Linked DNA regions of Ovis aries: region 2 is linked to region 1. Evidence: chromatin contacts called from public Hi-C data. All regions are on one chromosome and are shown on one strand. The core of a region is the stretch at or near the end of the contact, and the rest is flanking DNA. Distances in the headings are between cores, read along the strand shown.

Evidence for each region. A called contact is a pair of places that touch in the nucleus more often than the background predicts.
Region 2: a Hi-C map of blood shows a contact between it and region 1, with 2.5 times the contacts expected there. The contact joins the promoter of KCNMB1 here to the enhancer-like site in region 1. A contact is called at or near these places in 6 of 16 Hi-C or Micro-C datasets (blood, hypothalamus, mesenteric adipose tissue and 2 more).

The regions. Positions count from the first base shown.
Region 1 is chr16:2,413,979-2,419,367 of ARS-UI_Ramb_v3.0, reverse strand. No RefSeq gene overlaps it. Among named protein-coding and RNA genes, the nearest start is that of KCNIP1, 8.5 kb to the left of the region's middle. Within about 2 kb of position 1,252, at least 1 of the 54 cell types and tissues checked has an H3K27ac peak or open chromatin away from gene starts, as enhancers often do.
Region 2 is chr16:2,456,118-2,461,787 of ARS-UI_Ramb_v3.0, reverse strand. It overlaps KCNMB1 (potassium calcium-activated channel subfamily M regulatory beta subunit 1), which reads left to right and starts at 1,984. Exons shown (of 4, transcript XM_004016863.5): 1 at 1,984-2,114. The region is part of intron 1 of KCNIP1 (potassium voltage-gated channel interacting protein 1); the gene reads right to left. It overlaps LOC106991656 (a long non-coding RNA gene), which reads right to left and starts at 1,936. Exons shown (of 3, transcript XR_001435857.3): 1 at 1,779-1,936.

The sequences.
Region 1 (5,389 bases), core at 3-2,502:
AGCATCCCAGCAGGCCAAAAATATTAGCATTTAAATACAGGCTTACACAGGTGGGGAAAAGGGGCGATTTCCTTAGAATTAAATCAACTTTTTCTTTCCTCCAAGGCTCAGAAAAGCCCATTCTGCTCAAGTGTGGTCTTCAGAGTGTTGCTGCACGTTCTCAGTGGGACTCCTGTCCTCTCCCCATTTTCATCATGAGCAAATGCCTAAGAGCTGATGGAAATTCCTCAGTGTTGTTGGCTGGAAGTCTCTCAGACTCATTTGTCTCTTGTGTTAGCAGGTCTGCAGGGCCTAGAGGGGGACTGGAGGAACCATGGTTTTGCCAGCGGAACTGGTGAGAAGGGCAGTGGGCAGCTGCAGGGGCTTCTAGGGAAAAGATGGGAAGAGACCAAGGGCATCCTTGAAGCTGCCCCTTCTCCATCTGTTGCCACTAAATGCTACCCCTTTGCTACCCCGTTGACACATCCTGCCCAGTGCTGTCTTCCCCTGTCTCCTCCACCCTTGCTCACTATGCTCAGCTGGACTTGGGGCCCCTGTCGAGTGTGATCACGGAAACAGAAGAGCTAGCTTCAGTTAGATCCTGAAGATCCCAGGTGTGGCCTGGCTGTCCCAGACTGACCACGGATAGCCACGCAAGTCAGGCTCGTCAGTCTCACTGTTGCTTCCCCTCTGCCTCCCAGAGCCCAGGAAAGCAGGACACAGCTCCACAAAGTGCAGACTTGGGGGCTGGGGTTCCAAGTCCTAGAAGCAGCAGATTCTGGATTATTCTTTACTCTGATTTCCTGGATCCGCTGGATCTTATTTTTTGCAAATAATCCAGATGGCTTTTCCCATATTCTTTAGCTCAGCAAACCACATCACAGCCTCCCAGGACACGGAAGTCACAAGGGCGGGAATCATCGTTGGTTTCTCCCCACCCTCCTTCCCCTCTGTATTATTGGCAGGACTGCTCCTTCCTGAGGCTCCTTGCCTCCTCCCAGCTTCCTGACGGCCGACGTTCCCCACCAGCCCTTGGCTTGTAGACACATCCCCCTCAACTTGGCCTTGATCTGTGTCTGTGTCTCTGCTTTCTCTTCTTATAAGGACAAGTGTCACTGGTCAATAGTCCCAAGGCATATGACTCCAGCGTGAATTAACTAATTACATCTGCAAAGACCCTATTTCCAAATAAGTTCACATCCTGAGGTTCCTGGTGGACACGCAGTTTGCGGGGGACACTACTCAAGCTTCCCCTCTTTCCGGGCCAGTTCCAGCTCCATCTAAGCTGTCGCCAGTTCATGTCACTTCTGCTTCCTTAGTATCTCTCCAAGTGGCCCATTTCTCCCAGTGAATCTGCTTAGTCAGCCCCTCATTTACATTCCGCTGATGACTTCCCATTGCCTTCAGAATCACACCCACACTGTTCAGCAGTGCTTTCAAGGCTCTGGGCGATTCCACCACTATTTATCTCTCCAAGCTCATCTCTCCTAGGACGCACGACTGTATTGATTCGCATATAGATGTGGAGTCGTGTGTCTATTTATTTAATGACAGCCTCTCTCCCTGCATGTAAGCGGCTCAGAGAACAGGGAGAGTGGCTCTCTTGTGTGCTTTTCCACCCGATACCCGACATGCACAGTGGATAAACTCCATGCTCCCTCTCGTCCCAGTACAGTTCTGGGCAGTGCTGAGAACTTCAGTGATCTAACAGAAGGACTCCAACCCTGAAGTGACGCTGAGACTTGGGAAGACGGACCCGAGCAGCTGAGCTACCCGGCCAGAGACATAGGGGGAGGGTGGGGGGCTCCCCCACTTCGATGGCCCTGATGAGCCATCTGGCCAGAGGGGCCACAGTCCCGGGAACTGTGGAGACACTGCTGCTGCGGCTGCGAGGCTGGGGTGGTGGGCGCGGTGATCTCTGTCACCTCTAGCCCCGAGTCGCGTCTTTCTTCCACCCTAAACCCTCCTGCAGCCTCCTTGCAAGGTCCAGGGTGAAGGTCTCAGCAGCCTCTCCCTCTCTCACTCCTTTCCAGCTCCACTGGCTCCTGGCTATTCCTTACACAGGCCAAGTATGTTTCAGACTCAGAGTGCTTGCGCTGTGCTTCTTCGGCCTGGAACACTGTACTCACACAAAATCGTTCTCGCCTGCTTCACGTGTCTTGCTCACATGTCATCTCTGCACAGAGGTCCCTCCAACAACTTTACTGGGAAAGCGCCCCTCCCACCACTGATTCTTTTACTCGGTGGTGGCAGGTTATAGCTTCCTTCAGGGCACTTGCCCTTTCCCACCTCTGTGATATATATGCGTCCCCCTGGTGTCTATCCCACCAGCCTGCAAGCTCTCACACACAGGGCCAGGTCTGTTCTCTCTGCTCCATCCACAGTGCCAAGGAAGAATCCCCACGTCCTCACTGGTCACAGAAACAAGCTCCCTCTCCTTGGGGTTCTCTAGCTGCCACGCTCTTCTGAACATGCTGGAAATTTTGGTCTGGTAGGGATCTTGCCTAGTTTAGAGCACCCACGGATAACACGGGTTTGGAGCCCATGGACTTGAACTCACCATAATCACTCATTAGCTGTGTGCACTTAGCCAATTATTCCAACTCCCTGAGCCTCTGTTTTCCTTATCTTTAAACTGGACATAATCGGAATTGATTCTGGCGTTAAACAGGAGGGGGCAACTAACTGTCTTGGTTTCAGAGAACTGAGGGACTTCCGGGAACGCAGGTACTTTCAGTGCTGAAATCACAATAGTCTTGGTCACTCCTGGGTCCTGCACAGACAGACAAGAACAAGGGCTCAGATGGTGAAGAGACTGCCTGCAACGAAGGAGACCCGGATTCAATCCCTGGGTCAGGAAGATCCCCTGGGGAAGAGAATGGCAACACTCCACTATTCTTGCCTGCAGAATTCCATGGACCAAGGAGCCCTGGGGGCTACAGTCCGTAGGGTGGCAGAGAGTCAGACAGGACTAAGTGACTAACACTTTCTCTTCCTTCAGTGAGAGTGCAGAGCCTGTGTCTTTAACCCAAATTCTACACTGTCAGATTTTGGGTCACTTGATATATTTTACTCCATATATTGTCACAAATGACCCAAATCTTCTACGGCACCGAGGAGGGCGTCAGAAATAGTAAAGAGGTAATGAGTCGTGGGTGGCCAGTGCCCTTTGCCTCTGTGACTGCTCCCTCTCCTGCACCACTCACAGTCCTGTCCCCTCAGATCCACTCATGGAGAGTAGAGGCGTTGACCCTGGCAAGACCACAGCCAGGCCAGGCACCCAGGCTCCTTCTAACTTCAGGCCACCCACCAAGGAAACAGGCAGAAAGGCCACGTGGCCGGAGCCAAGCAGCAAGTCAGAACCGTCCTTCTAGAGCCCATCCAGAGGCAGTGATGGGGGGAACGGAGAAGGGAGGCATTTACCAGTAAATGAGTCTCTTGAAAGATTCATCTTCATATTGGCAATTACATCTGTGCCCAGTGGGGCTGGCAGGATCCCTGGGAGCGGCAGGCAGTGGGGCGTGCGCATCGGTGGGGTGCTGAGTAGGGGCTGTTTCCCAAACTCTGGTGACGCTCACTGCAGATCCCAGAAAACCACCCTTGTCCCTGTGCCCAGTGCCTCAAATGGTGAAAGCAACTCAACTCCTAGAGGAATTCAAGCTCAGTGCCAAGCTGGCATGTTCCCGGAAAGGCAGGAAGCAATGGCATGCCAAAGGGGTTGTGAAGTCTTCTGGGCGAGGTTCGTGTTGTTTCTCCCCACCTAGCACATATGCTTGCCCAAAGCGGGGAGGGAGAGGCTCGCTCCGTTAGCACAGCCCCACCCCTCTCCCCCAGGGGGCCTTTCCACTGCAGAATGCCCACACCTTCTAGTGTGCCATCGCCCTCGCCTCCTAGTGAGCAAAGCAGAGGGGGGCGTGTCGCTTATCTCAGCCCCCTCCCTTGTCTGCGACACGGCTGTAAAGTAGCTTCCAGACTGGCAACATCCAGGTGAGGAGTAAATAAAACACCTGAGCGGTTCATTTCTAAATTGAGAATACGGAGTAGGATCAGGCGATGGGCCTCCTAGCTGTATCACCTTTCGACAAAGGGAAGCTCTTAAGCCTCAGTTCTTCCATTCCTCACTCTGTAAAATGAGGCTCCCTATAGCCTATGATTACCGTATTCAGTGGAAAAGTGTGTATAAGGACCTGGCACATAATAAGCACTCAAATAAGGGCAGTTATTAGTATTCACAGGTGCCGTTGCTGTTGTTTTGATGTTGGCCACTGTACAGGTGAAAATCCCAGAAGCTGTGGCTGCTCTTCCAGGATGTTCTGATTCCTCGGGGAGTGCTCTGGAATCTGGAATGACGGTGAGTCCCACTGCCTAACTTACAAGCTCCATTCACATCCCTTGACTCTGGCCAAGCGTCTGAGAGCTGGGCGTCCCTGGGCTTCAGAGATTCCAGAGCAGGAGGACAAAGGCCCAGACACAATGGGTCTGGAGGCATTTCTAGGGCCCTTTTACTTCTGTGGCTTCGGCCTGAGTTGGAAAGTGTACAGGTCCTGCCTCCCCTAACGTGTCAATAAGCTAGGTCATCTCAGGACAAACCTGTATTAGATGAGAAAAAGCCTAATTAAGTTGGATTTCCTGACTTGAGGAGCTGAGACCCCTCCGCTTATGGGGATGGAGCTCTGTGCCGCCTAGGAGCCCCTCTCTGTGGCCTCCAAACACCCCTCCCTGTGGCCTCCACACACCCCTCCCTGAAGTAGTATCGGCCCTCACTCTTTCCTGTCCCTTACACACGGACAGGAAGTGCAGAGACAGACACAAGAAGAGGAGAGAAGGAAGCTATTATGCTCTCAGCTGGCACCCACATTCCTCTCAGGGAAGGGATTGCCTTTGTGGAGGTTCAGGTCCCTGAAGAGATCTGAACTGGGGGTGGGAGAGAGCTGAAGAAGGCTTAGGAGAGGGGGGGATGGAGGCTGGCCCCGGGGATTGGGAACAGCCGAGGGATGTTCAGGGAGACATCTGAACTCACCTTTCAGTCGCCTGTGGCCACGAGGCACACTTCCCCTGTCTCCCTAAGCTTCCCGTGCATGCCTTGGCTACACACCCGGGACTTGTCAAAATTTTTAAAAGTGAAAATTAGGAGAAAAGATTGAGTTGCAAATTCTGATAGATTTGATGTGGAACAGGATCAGGGCACCCATGAAACCAAGCAGGCCCTAAGCCGGCCTAGCTCAGGGTCCACAGGCGCTCAGAGGCCCAGGTGTCTGGGAACACCCCGCCCTCCCTCTCCCCATCCCCCACCTCTTCTCCTCCCTCCAACATCTCCGTAATGGTGAGAGCTTGAGAGTGGAAGAGACCCCCTAGGTGGTGGTAGTGAAGGGGAACATCCAGAAAAAGCCAGTGGAATCTTAAAGGATAA
Region 2 (5,670 bases), core at 735-3,234, 42 kb before region 1:
CCCACAGCCAGCCAGGGAGCAGGGTTTCCACCCGCATACCCTCAAGAGACAGGCATGTCAAAGCATTTTGGCAAGAGTTTGCTTCGATGCAGCAGAAAGATATACCAGCCCCTGTCTGTTCCCATTTTCCAAGGGGAGAATACTTGGGAAGAAGGCTTGTTTGCTTATAAAGTCCAAATGTGTAACTCTTAATACCTTTAGTCAGTTACAAGCATGTAGCCCTTTAGCCATACTTTTAAAAGACTGTCTGTTGTACTGAGGGTCTCTCCCCGAAAGGAGAAAGAAGGATTTTTGCACTAGATCACAGGCAGGAATCTTCTGGCTCCTGCGTGGGCCAGGACCATCTTGGAAAATCACCCCTCTGGGATTCATTCTTGGCCATGTCCTTCACCGCCAATGCTGCATCTGCAAGGTCTGAGGCCTTTAGACACCCCCTTGGCTATGGTGCCCGTTAAACAGACGATTTACTCTCCTGTTAATAGGATTCAATTACGAAAAGGGGTGGGGGAAGGGAGCTCACTGCTGGGGAGAGTTTAGGGGCCTGAGCACTGCTCTCGTTTTATGGCCCGATAAGCTGGTTGCCTCATAGCAACAGAGGCAGAAGTGAGGAGGGTCCAGAACTCTTACAGTTGGCAGGGCTGAGCTGTGCCCACCTCCCCAGGAGCTCTAAAATATCAAGTGGCGAGTGTCTGCACAACAGAAGTGAGCTTTCAGGTCTTAAAGCAGCACCAGGCTCAGGAGAGAGAGCCAGGCTCAGCAGAGAGAGCCCCAGCTCTGTAATCTGGCAGGACCTGCTTTGACGCTGGCTCCTGCACTTGGGGAACCCCCAGGTGGCTCAGTGGTGAAGAGTCCGCCTGCCAGTGCAAGAGACCTGGGTTCTGTCCCTGAGTCGGGGAGGTCCTCTGGAATAGGAAATGGCAGCCCACTCCAGTATTCTTGCCTGGAGAATCCCATGGACAGAGGAGCCTGGCGGGCTACAGTCCACGGGGCTGCAGAGAGTCGGATGCGACTGAGCGCGCACGCGCATGCATGCATCCATGCAGCCCGCACTTAGAGCAGCCAACTGTGGAAGAGCAATTTAAGGCTTCTGAGCTTCAGATTCAGTTTCTTCAACTGACCGTTGAGTAAACTGAGGAGCAGAGACGCTAGGATCATTCCTGATACTTAGGGAAGGCCCTATGCTCGTGTTTATTTTTGTCACTGCTTTTTAATCCTTCCAACAACCACTTTAAGGATGAAAGAGTAGAGAGAAGTTATGTTTTTGCCTTCAAATGTTATTTCTCACTTGTCTCTTCTATTGATGGGAACAAATCTCTGCCCATGCGCCCAAACTGTACAGTTTGACCACCGGGAGGTCACTGGGCCAAGCAGGCTCTTCTTAGATCTGGCCAGCTGGAAACAGCCGTGAAGCTCTCACTGCTGCCCGCTTCTCCTTGGTTGGTCTTTAAAAGGTGAGTTTCTCTTTTCCTGCCCCAAATCTCCACCATTTCTAACTCTTATCACTACTCTGTACAAAGTAAGGTTTAAAAACCCCAAGAGGCTCAGAGAGGCATCGTGACCTGCCTGGGGTCACACAGTACACAGTTGTCAAAGGCTGAGGGTTTTGGCTGCTGGGCGGGTTGGAAATGCCAGCCCCTCCAGCTGCTGATGAGCCCCACCCCTTAGAGCTTCCACTCCTCCTCCCTCCCCTCCGTCAGCAAAAAGAAACTCATTTCCCATCCCAGACTTCTCTGCCAGCCCAGAGAGATTAAGTGAAGAAGAAATGTCTCCAAACATACCGAGATGGTCTTTCCTGGCTTCTCAGATTTGCTGTCTGTGGTTTGAAACCTTTTGCCCAGTAGATTCTGGGAATTGCAGGGCAGGGGCCTGGGTAACAGCTGCCAGCCCCTGGGCTGGGTACCTGCCCTCTCGAGTTTGTGTCCTGGGGCTGTGTGCTCAGACTTGACCATGTTTGGGCATGGAGGCTCGTCTCAGACGAGAACCAAAGGCCGCTTCCCCAGAGACGGGCTGGGAGCCCAAACTTCCTGCTGCAGCTCGGGCAGCTTCTTTTGGGTGGGGGCTGGGGACCAGGCAGAAAAGGGTCTGCCGAAGACTCGCAGGGCACCCAGGAGACTGTGAGTACTGAGGTCAAGGACGCTGGGGAAGTGGTTTCTCCAGAGACTGGGGCTGGGGCTGGACCTTCGCTGCGGGGGCCGGCAGTGGGAACTCCCTGCCTCGGGGGCTGGCCATCAGGACTCTGGGCTCCAGAGGAGCTGGTGTTAAGTCGCACAGGGCTAGAACTGCCGGACCCATGGTCTGGGGGCCTGCGGGGGGCTGGAGGTGGGAAGGGGGGTCCTTGGCCCCATCAGTGGGGTGGCTCAGTGCCCTGGCCCTTGTCTCAGCCTGCAGAGCAGCCAGAGGGCAGCAGATCAGGACCAGCCCTGGCCCTTGTCACCAGGGGAGGGGTGGGGCAGAAGCAGGCCCAGCAAGAGCACTGGGGACTTCTGATCCAAACCTCAGGGCTTCTTTCTTAATAGTAGCAGTTAATATTTATCAAGGGCTTGCACTGGGCCAGGCAACGTGATGTTTGGTACATCATTTGATCTTTATCAGAATTCTCAAAAGTGGGCACTATCATGCTTTACAGTCACAGGTTGCTAGGTGACAAAGCCAGGATTTGATCCCATGCCTGATGATCTCAGAACACCCCCTGTCCCTCACTCCATTAGACCCTTAAACACTGTCTTCTATGCCCTGAAAAGGATGTCAACCCAAACATCGGATTACTGAGGACCCCCTCAAATCCCACCTTGCTTGGCCTTTCTTCACCTTTCCTCAATCTACCCCAGACCTCCAGTGACATTTCCAAATGGAGAGCTGTACCTCAAAAGTCCAGAGATATTTAGCAGTTCTCAACTGAGGAGTTCTTCTTCGAGTCTAACTGAAATCCCCCATTTTACAGCTGCAACCCATTTCTTCCTGTGCAGACCTCAGGGGTCTCAGCGGTTCCCACCCTTCCTGCTGCCTAAAGTTTCTCACTATGGATGTTGAAACTTAGGACTATATCTGTATTCATATCCTCACCCTACGCTTTTATCCTGTGCGGTCTTAGTAGGATTTATCAAAACTCTGCTAGCCCCCTCCCTTGGGCTGGGTGACAGTTTCACTAGAGCTTTGCAGACAGGAGGGATCTGAACAAGCGGCAGGGTCCAGACTGCTTCATTTGCTTTCCTCCTGAGTGCCCAGACCTGGTACACTGGGAGTGCCCGGGGGAGGGGATGTGCCCGGGCAGACAGGCCTCCCCGGTCTCAAGGATGCTCTGACTCTCCCAGGGAAGGACTGGTTCTGTTGTGGGCACTCAGCCTAGGTCCTCCCTCCGAGGCGTGATTCCGAGTTGACCCTAGAACCTCGTGTTCCACAGTCGCAGGGCTAGGGCCAGGCACCAACGACCTCAGACAGTCCTGGGAAGGAAGGCTGTGTAGGATTTTTGCCCATCCCTGGGTGGCTGTATTCTTTAGCCTGCAAAAACATGTGTGGGTTTGTTAGACTGGCCCTAGGTAAATCATGATGTGGGCTGCCCTATTTCCCACAAGATGGAAGGACAGGACAAAAGTCATAGGAAAAAGAGTTGAATAGCATGTCTCTCATTGTCAAGAGATGATTTTTTCCTTTGTGACTGTGTAGTGTCTCTGTTGGAATGTAGGGAAACCACACTTCTCAGTGCCCCAAATGTGGGAGAAAAAGTCATCATTGGGTATCATCCCTATTAATCGCCTTGGAGGGCATGACAGGGCTGTAACCTTGGTATCTGACCCTGGAGTCTCCTTTTTAGGATAGTGGGGGGCTGGGGACACCTGGAGTGGGGAAGAAACAAGGCAGAGATCTCTGACTGGACACTTGAAGCAACTTAACAGAAGAGAAGTTGAGTAGAAAATAAGACACTTTGTTGAAAATCCCTTTGAATTAATAACACCTATCTCGGGAATATTCACTCATTCAAAAAAATAATGTTTATTACCTTGGGGACCTGGCAGGGAAAATAAAGTCCCTCCTGATAGCTCACTAACATTTCCCCTAATTCAGGGGTTACAGAGAAAGGCCCCACAGCCCTGTTATCCTTGGTAGAAATGTTACCTTAAGCAACAAACAAAAAGCAACAACAAAGGAATTTACTGAAGGCTGTGGGGCAACTCTGGAGAAGGCAATGGCACCCCACTCCAGTACTCTTGCCTAGAAAATCCCATGGATGGAGGAGCCTGGTGGGCCGCAGTCCATGGGGTCGCAAAGAGTCAGACACAACTGAGCAACTTCCCTTTCACTTTTCACTTTCATGCATTGGAGAAGGAAATGGCAACCCACTCCAGTGTTCTTGCCTGGAGAATCCCAGGGACAGGGGAGCCTGGTGGGGTGCCGTCTATGGGGTCGCACAGAGTTGAATAGGACTGAAGCGACTTAGCAGCAGCAGCATCACAGGGCAACTCACTGACTGCAGAGGAAATCCATACCAGGACCGAAGCCGGGACGCTCTGGCTCCAGGAGGTGCCTGGGGGACAAGAGTGACTCTCCTGGCAGGGGTTCAGGGAGGAGGGGCTCTGCTTGCTCTGGGAGAGGCAGGTCCCGGGAGAAGGATGAAGGGCCTCAGGCCCAAGACACAGGGAGGCAGGAAGCCGCCCGTCACTTGCGCCATTCTGCTTGGGCTCAGGGGGGCTCAGGGGGGCTCAGGTCCCCATGTAAGAGAGCAGCTGCTGAGGCCACGTGATGCCACCTGCCCTTGCGGAAAGCAGGGAGGCAGCTGTTTCAGGATCCCCACGGCTGAAACCCTCCTGTTGCCCCGATGTCTTGGCTGTCCTCTGGCAGACCTGCTGCCCCTTCTCTGCATGCTCCCCCTGCCCAACCAGCCCTGCTGTGGGAGTGGTTTTCATTTAAGTTAATTAAGTTTTGACTGTGCTGGGTCATTGCTGCTGTGTGAGGCCTTTCTCTGGCTGTGGCGTGTGGGGGTTACTCTCTGGTTCCACAGGCTTCTCATTGCGGCGGCTTCTCTCCTGGAGCGCAGGCCCCAAGCGCGTGCGCTTCCGTGGTTGCAGCGCGCGGGCTGAGTAGTTGTGGCTCACGGGCTTCGCTGCTCCACGGCATGTGGAATCTTCCTGGACCAGGGATCGAACCCACGTCCCCTGCATTGGCAGGCGGATTCTTATCCAGTGCGCCACCAGGGGTGTCCTGTGAGACTGTTTCAGCTCCAGGTTTCTCTGAGACAAGTGTCCTCGGAGGACGTGCACGGGTATTCCCCCTCTGCAGCTTACAATGTTAGTTTATCTCCTGTGTTGGTTTCCTATCGCTGCTGTAACGAATTAGCACAAACTCGGTAGCCCGAGTAGACATCTACGCATACACAGTTCTGGAAGGCAGAAGTTCAAAATCAGCAGCACGCTGGCAAGGCTCAGTCAAGGTGTCGGCAGGGCTGCACTCCTCCAGAGGCTGCGGAGGACAACGCTGGGTTCCCTGCCTCTTCCAGTTTCCGGGAGCTGCCAAACCTCTGATACATGACCGCATCACTCCAGCTTCAGCGCCCTGGTCATAGCCCCCTCTCTTTTCTGTCTCATCTCCCTCCGCCTCCTTCTTGCAAAGATCCTTGTGGTTATCTTTAGGTCTGCGTGGATAATCCAGGATAATCTCGCCATCTCAAGAGCCTTC